2 separate regions of the Sus scrofa genome follow, and region 2 is linked to region 1. The links are chromatin contacts, called in public HiChIP or PLAC-seq maps. All regions are on one chromosome and are shown on one strand. Each heading gives the region's core, a stretch centred on a gene start, on an enhancer-like site or on the middle of the called end of the contact. The rest is flanking DNA. Distances are from core to core; before and after follow the strand shown. Region 1 has its middle 43 kb from the start of NOX3. Region 2 has its middle 34 kb from the start of TFB1M.

What was found. HiChIP or PLAC-seq counts read pairs in DNA pulled down with a chosen protein or histone mark.
Region 2: a contact with region 1 is called in an H3K27ac HiChIP or PLAC-seq map of skeletal muscle. The contact joins two enhancer-like sites. A contact is called at or near these places in 4 of 47 Hi-C or Micro-C datasets (adipocytes, brain, embryonic fibroblasts and 1 more) and 1 of 2 datasets of contacts at active chromatin or transcription factors (skeletal muscle).

What each region holds. Positions count from the first base shown.
Region 1 is chr1:11,399,480-11,402,565 of Sscrofa11.1, forward strand. No RefSeq gene overlaps it. Among named protein-coding and RNA genes, the nearest start is that of NOX3, 43 kb to the right of the region's middle. Within about 2 kb of position 1,427, at least 31 of the 83 cell types and tissues checked have an H3K27ac peak or open chromatin away from gene starts, as enhancers often do. A contact at or near this core is called in skeletal muscle, where this site is marked.
Region 2 is chr1:11,530,329-11,533,414 of Sscrofa11.1, forward strand. No RefSeq gene overlaps it. Among named protein-coding and RNA genes, the nearest start is that of TFB1M, 34 kb to the right of the region's middle. Within about 2 kb of position 1,688, at least 25 of the 83 cell types and tissues checked have an H3K27ac peak or open chromatin away from gene starts, as enhancers often do. A contact at or near this core is called in skeletal muscle, where this site is marked.

The DNA of each region.
Region 1 (3,086 bases), core at 177-2,676:
ATTTTGAAGCTCTAATTTGAAAAAATGTTTCTAATTCCCATCCTCCAGTTTTTCTTTAGTAAATTTCATGGTTTTATTTCTCGTTATACTTCCTCTTGGCACTATATATAATCCTACCCTTCCTCTTACCCTTCGGATGGCAGTCAAGAGTTATTGCGTCTCTCCAATTCATCACTTAGCGAAGATGTATAAAGCATAGTGAGTTATTTTAGCCACCTTTTTCAGGCTTAAGTCCTTAATGTGATCTCTTTATCGTCCCTGGCACTCTTCTAGCAAAAGCGCTCAAAGTTGAGAGGGATTTCGAAGATCACCTTGGTCCAGCCACCTAATTGACATCTAAATCCCATTCATCCAGCAGACCAATATAAAGAACCCCAAATAACTACTCAGCCTGCAGGTAACCCAATACCTTGTGAAGCAACCCTTTCTTTGAACAGTGGCGAGAGATGTATTTTTGTGTGCGTTTTTGTTCTAGTGGGAGAAAACTCTATGGTTTCCAACTATTGCTCCATGCTCTGAGTACCAAACAGAAATCTACTCTTTACATATGCAGCCAGTCAAATATTGAAAACAGCTTTCAAGCTCACTGAATATCCCCAAGAGTCTAGCTAAATTCTGGTAATGAGGGCATACAAGGGTTTAATTATGGAGTAAGCAATTTGTTTACCAACATACTCATCAACTTGACTTGAAAACACAAAGAAAGCATCCAGGTGCTATTTATTTCCTGAATTTCCACCCTCTCTATGCCTTCTCTTGGTCAGTGTCTTCTCCTCCCAGGAGATCCCTTACTTTACATCTTCCCCCCTCATTTACCTAAGTTTTCCTTAAGTCCCTTTCCTTAAGGCGATTAGTTAAAAAAAAATCCAACATGTGGGAGTTCTCTCATGGCTTAGCAGGTTAAGGATTTGGCTTTGTTACTGTTGTTGCTCAGGTTGCAGCTGTGATGCAGGTTTAATCGCTGGCCTGGGAACTACTTCTGCATGTCATGGGCACATCCAAAAAAAAACAAGAAACAACAACAAAAAAAGGTGGATTTGGACTAATAAGTGAATATGACAGAATGACTTAGCCTTTTCTGATAACATCATTTTATTTTAAGAGAGATCATCAATATTTGACACGCGTAAGTACAAGATATTGCAAACATCAGACGACCTAGTAGTTTGAAAGGAGTGAGGCCTTGAGCTCTGGGAAGTAATTTTGATCCTTTTAAAAGTAAACTTTGTTTGTCTAGCCTAGGGCTCGGTACTGGAGAATAAGAGTCATGTGTTTCAGATTCTAGAATAAACCTCCAGTTCAATGTGGAAAGAATTACTTGTTATTTGTTTTGGGAGATGACTCAACACTTCTGGCATAAGCTGCAAATCAGCTCAGCTGAATTGTGTTTGCATCTGAGAAGTAAGAAGCTTAGCATAAGCATTCTCCTGTGATTACTCATATATGCAAGGGAAGAAAAGTCTTGACTAAACCTTTACCCTCATTTCTAGAAATCCCTTCATTCTGTGGACAGAGAGGCCCGTTGGCTCAGCTGTCTCTCTATCAAGACAGAACTCCGACACCTTCTCTGACTGATAAAAGGTTAAAACTCCCCCAGGAAGGAGGTGCCACGCTGACCTTTGCCAGTGAGGCGCTTAAGTAAGCCTGTCTGCCTACCCCTTCCCCCGACTCCAAACCCTCTGAGTTGCCCCGCTTTGTTTTGTTTTTTCTATCCCTCCCACAAAGGCATTTTTTTTTCACTCATCTGGCCCTGCCAGATTCACCTCTGCCAGGCCAGCTCTGACCTCAAAGAACTCCAGAGCTTCCAGTGGCTTCCAGAATAAAAGCCAAACTCTAAGCAGGCATTCCAGATTTTTCATGAGTCCACTTACTCCTGCCTTTCTGGGCTCACCTGCCACATTCCATTCATAAATCCTCTGACACCAGCAGAGCTAACCAGCATGCCTCTCTCCCAAATGCACAGACCAGCTTTTGAGGTCCTTTTTGCCTGGAATGCCCTCTGCTACTTGTTTCCGAAGGGATATGTTCTCTGGCCCTTCAGAGTCTAACACGAATGCTGCCATCACAGGTTCTTTGCTCATAACACTTCCTTCCAAACTCTCAAGGAATTGGCTTTATTACTATTGTGTGGTATTTACATAACCTAACTTGCACTGTTCTATCATCTTCCTATCTGACTGTAATAAAGTCTTACACCAGAACCCAGTACAGTGTTGGAATCCAGTTTGTGCTCAATAAGTGCTTATCACACGGCATCAAGCTTAAGCCAGTAATGAGTTTACTCATAAATTCATAAACGAGTTAACTCATAAAGTCAAGTTCCAATGAGAAGAAAATTAAGAAAGAATAGATACATAAATGGTACATAAACATGTTCATTTTGGGCTCAGGACAAGCTGTTAGAATACTGACCATGGGCATTTGATCCAAGGAATTTTTGTCATCTTTTGATCACAAAATGAGTCTGTTGTTATTTATATGTTTTGCCATTAGAAGAAAGTGAACAAAAGCCCACCACTTGCTCTTACCAAGTTTTAGTCCTGATAAACCACCCTGGAAACCCGTTTGCGTTTCACTCATTGCTGGCTCCCTCGCAACCTTGTACTTCTCTGTTGCTCTTGCCTTGCTCCCGTTTCTGTGTTGTCCTCTTTAAGTCCTTGGCATTGCTGCAGAGCATCGTTATGTCTTGTAATCAATGACAAAAATGGAACACTTCAATTTCCCACCAACATAACTATGGGTTATCCTCCACTGCCAGTAACTCTGGAAAGGACCAAACAACCCAAAGGAAACATCAAAGTGCCACTTCCTGAAATAATTCCATTTTCTTCGATGGCTTCTCAAAAGTGACAGCAGAAGCAGAAGAAGCAAGGTGCAGCTTCCAGAAGCTAATGATAGTGCCGCCATCCAGGACTGCAATAATTGAGTTTTAATGTCCTGAGCTGTTGCTTGTCATAAATCCTCTATATGTAAAACTCCAGCCTCTGCTAGGCAAGATTAATGGTTAGCAGTGTATATAATATTTATTAAACCTCTTTTTATGTTGCTTGGCAATCTGTGCTATCATCAAACAAGCTGAAATAATT
Region 2 (3,086 bases), core at 438-2,937, 130 kb after region 1:
ACAGGGGCCTGGCCCATAGTAGGTGCTCAGTAAATACTTGCTGCTCACTCAAGAGCTGGAGAGATCTTGGTGGCACCATCAGAGGCTGTGCTTGCCTGAATGCAGACTCTTTGTCTGGGTGGCACTGCTGGTACTCACAAGGGGGAAGCTATTTCCCTCCTTCTCTCCTTCCCACATCCTCATCTTCTTTTCTCACTTGATCACCTATCACTATGAGGGCATCCAGATTGTGGAGGAAAACCAGCATCACATAAGCAAAGAACCTCTCTCATTTGGCTTTGGAAGAAGACAGGGGGAAAAAAAACCCAGAAATAAAATATCAAAGATTTATGACCATAAACAGTGTACCGCTGTGAAATGGAACACTGTCAAACAGATTAATTAGTTAACATTTGGAAAGTGCATTGAAGATGAAAATTGCCAAATAAAGGCTTTGTATATGGAACCAGTTTGTCATTTGTTGTAACTGGATGGGCATAAGAAGCAAATCCACTGATAGTTGAGACAACTACTCTGCCCAAGATTGGCTATAGAAGGTTTTGGTCCTCAAAAGACTGAGCCCAGCATAGCCCTGCTTTAGGATTTTCAGTAAAGCATCTTTTTCTAAGCGCATCTGCAAGGATACAGCTATGGAGCTCACATCCCTGCAGTGCTCTGCTTTTGTTTGCCAGTTCCCTGGACTCTCAGCCCTGAAGTCAGCTACAAGTCCCTTGTAGGAGGCCTCTTAAGGACCAGTGAAGACTTTAGAAATAGCTTCGTTAGAAGCTTCCAACCCAAACTTAGATTTTGCTAAAATGGAGTTTTAGCCAACATTCCCTGGATGGATGGTATTCCATTCTTCTACAATATTGAGATTTTGAGCTATCCAGATACTCTTGAAACCCAGTAGGTTAAAGGTCAGTGCTCCGTACTGGGAACTAACTCCAGCTTGTGTTGTCAGGATAGATATTCTTCCTGGAAGCAGGGGTCAGTGCAGAGAGAATCCTGAATCAGAAATCATCTGCACTAGATAGCTAATGGCATGTGAAATCAAATTCTTTCAGTATGATTTGTCTCTGGAAAAAAAAAATAGATTCTATCTGTTTGATGTAATTTTATCTGTCTACTTATATAGGATTTTTGTTGTGACTAATATTTGTTTTAATTTACTTAAATTTTAAGATCCCTCCTACTTCCAGAAAGAACTGAGACAGCTTATAGATTGAAACAAAGTACAAAAAAACCCTAAAGTATGTGGGGAGAAAATAGGACAAATAATGCATTCCTGTGTGGAATTCTTAAGATACAGTGTACATACTTTAGTGAAAAATGTATTGGAACTGAAGTTAAAAAATCCTGGGCTCGAGCCATAACTCTGTCCCTAATGAACTGTGTGGCCTTATGCAGTCCTTATTCCATTGGCAAAATAAAGTCTCTGGAAGTCTTTCAGCATGATCTTTTTGAGTGTTTAAAGAATAACATTCCAGCATTAGTATGTCAGACAGAATGGAGGGGTGAGGTCATAGCAACTGGGAGGTCCACATAGAAATGGGACAGAAAAGGAAGAAAAAAAACTTTTCAAAGAAAATTTGGCAGAACCTGGAAATTGAACAAGATGACTGAGCTTTCATGGCTGAGAGTGAGATATCACTGTGAACAGAAACAGGAACAATGTCTCTAGGAGAGGAAGTGAGGCCAGGACTGAGGAGAGTGAGCTCAGCCCTGTCACGTGGTGTTCATGATGTCTGGTGAGTATGGTGGAGCTGCACCCAAGGCAGGAGACAGACCCCGAGGTTGTTAGTATTTCAGTCGAGGAGCAGCTGAGGACAGGGAGGGAGGACGCAGCGGAGGGCTGAGTCTGGAGTTAACCCGGTTACTCTTTACGGAGCACCTGTTGCTGTCATTACATAGCTTTACTTTTTGCTCTTCTCCGCCTCCAGTCCCATCCAAGGGTTCTCCAAGGGAAGGCCTGCTGGAGAGGACGATGGGAGATGAGCAGATGAGCTTCTGGTCGGTGGACATCTGGCCCAGTTGGCAGACTTGCATTTCTCTAGCTTTCTTTCTCTTTTTATTGCATGGACCCACTTAGCTGAAGTTCCTCTTCTGAACACATGTTGATCCCCGACCCCTGGGGTTTTCTGAACTACGAAGGAAGACACAGTGTGTCTCATCCAACAGCGTTTCCTGTTCATTTTCCCAATCCTCCCCCACCCCGAGTCCATTCCAAGTTTCTGGGCTTCCGGGAGTCATCTTTTATGCTGTGCCCACCGCCCACTGTCTCCAGAAACTCGGCAGGTTAGTTATGAGTTTGTTATGATCTCTTTCCTGCCCAATCCCCATGATCTCTTCCCCTTTGTTACTCCTCGGAGGCAGGTAGATACGGGGTTTCCACTGGATGGTATTTACTGCCACCCAGGTAATAAATTGCAGAACAATGTATTAAACTACCATCAGAAAAGAAACACTTTTTTTTTTTTTTGGCTTTTTAGGGCCGCACCCACAGTATATGAACGTTCCCAGGCTAGGGGTCAAATCAGAGCTACAGCTGCGATCTACACCACAGCTCACAGCAATGCCAGATCCTTAACCCACTGAGCGAGGCCAGGCAACCTCATGGTTCCTATTTGGATTTGTTTCCACTGTGCCACAACAGGAACTCCAAGAAACACATTTTTATTTTCTGTCTTTCCCCTCCTAATCTCAGCATCAAACATACCATATTTAGTGAAAAAGATAAATGTAATTCATGTTAAAATAATGAGTGTCTCTGAATATAAAGTGGATATCTTTTTTGGTACAACACACATATATGTAACGTATATACTAATATATTATTATTATATAAATAGTCCATAATATATAAATAATATCTATAATATGTATAATAATATATAAAAACTCCAGTATCTTCCAGCATGGTATCCTGGAATGTAGATGTCTTAGTGATGGTAAAACTTGATGTCATTCAAATCCAAAACATTTTTTCAATAAGTTAAAAATTATATTATAAATGTAGTTGTTGCTAACATTTGGTAAACCAGCCTTTCTAATGATATTCACTTATGATTCAAATAGGCAGTGATAAGACCAGATATAGGAAGAAAAAG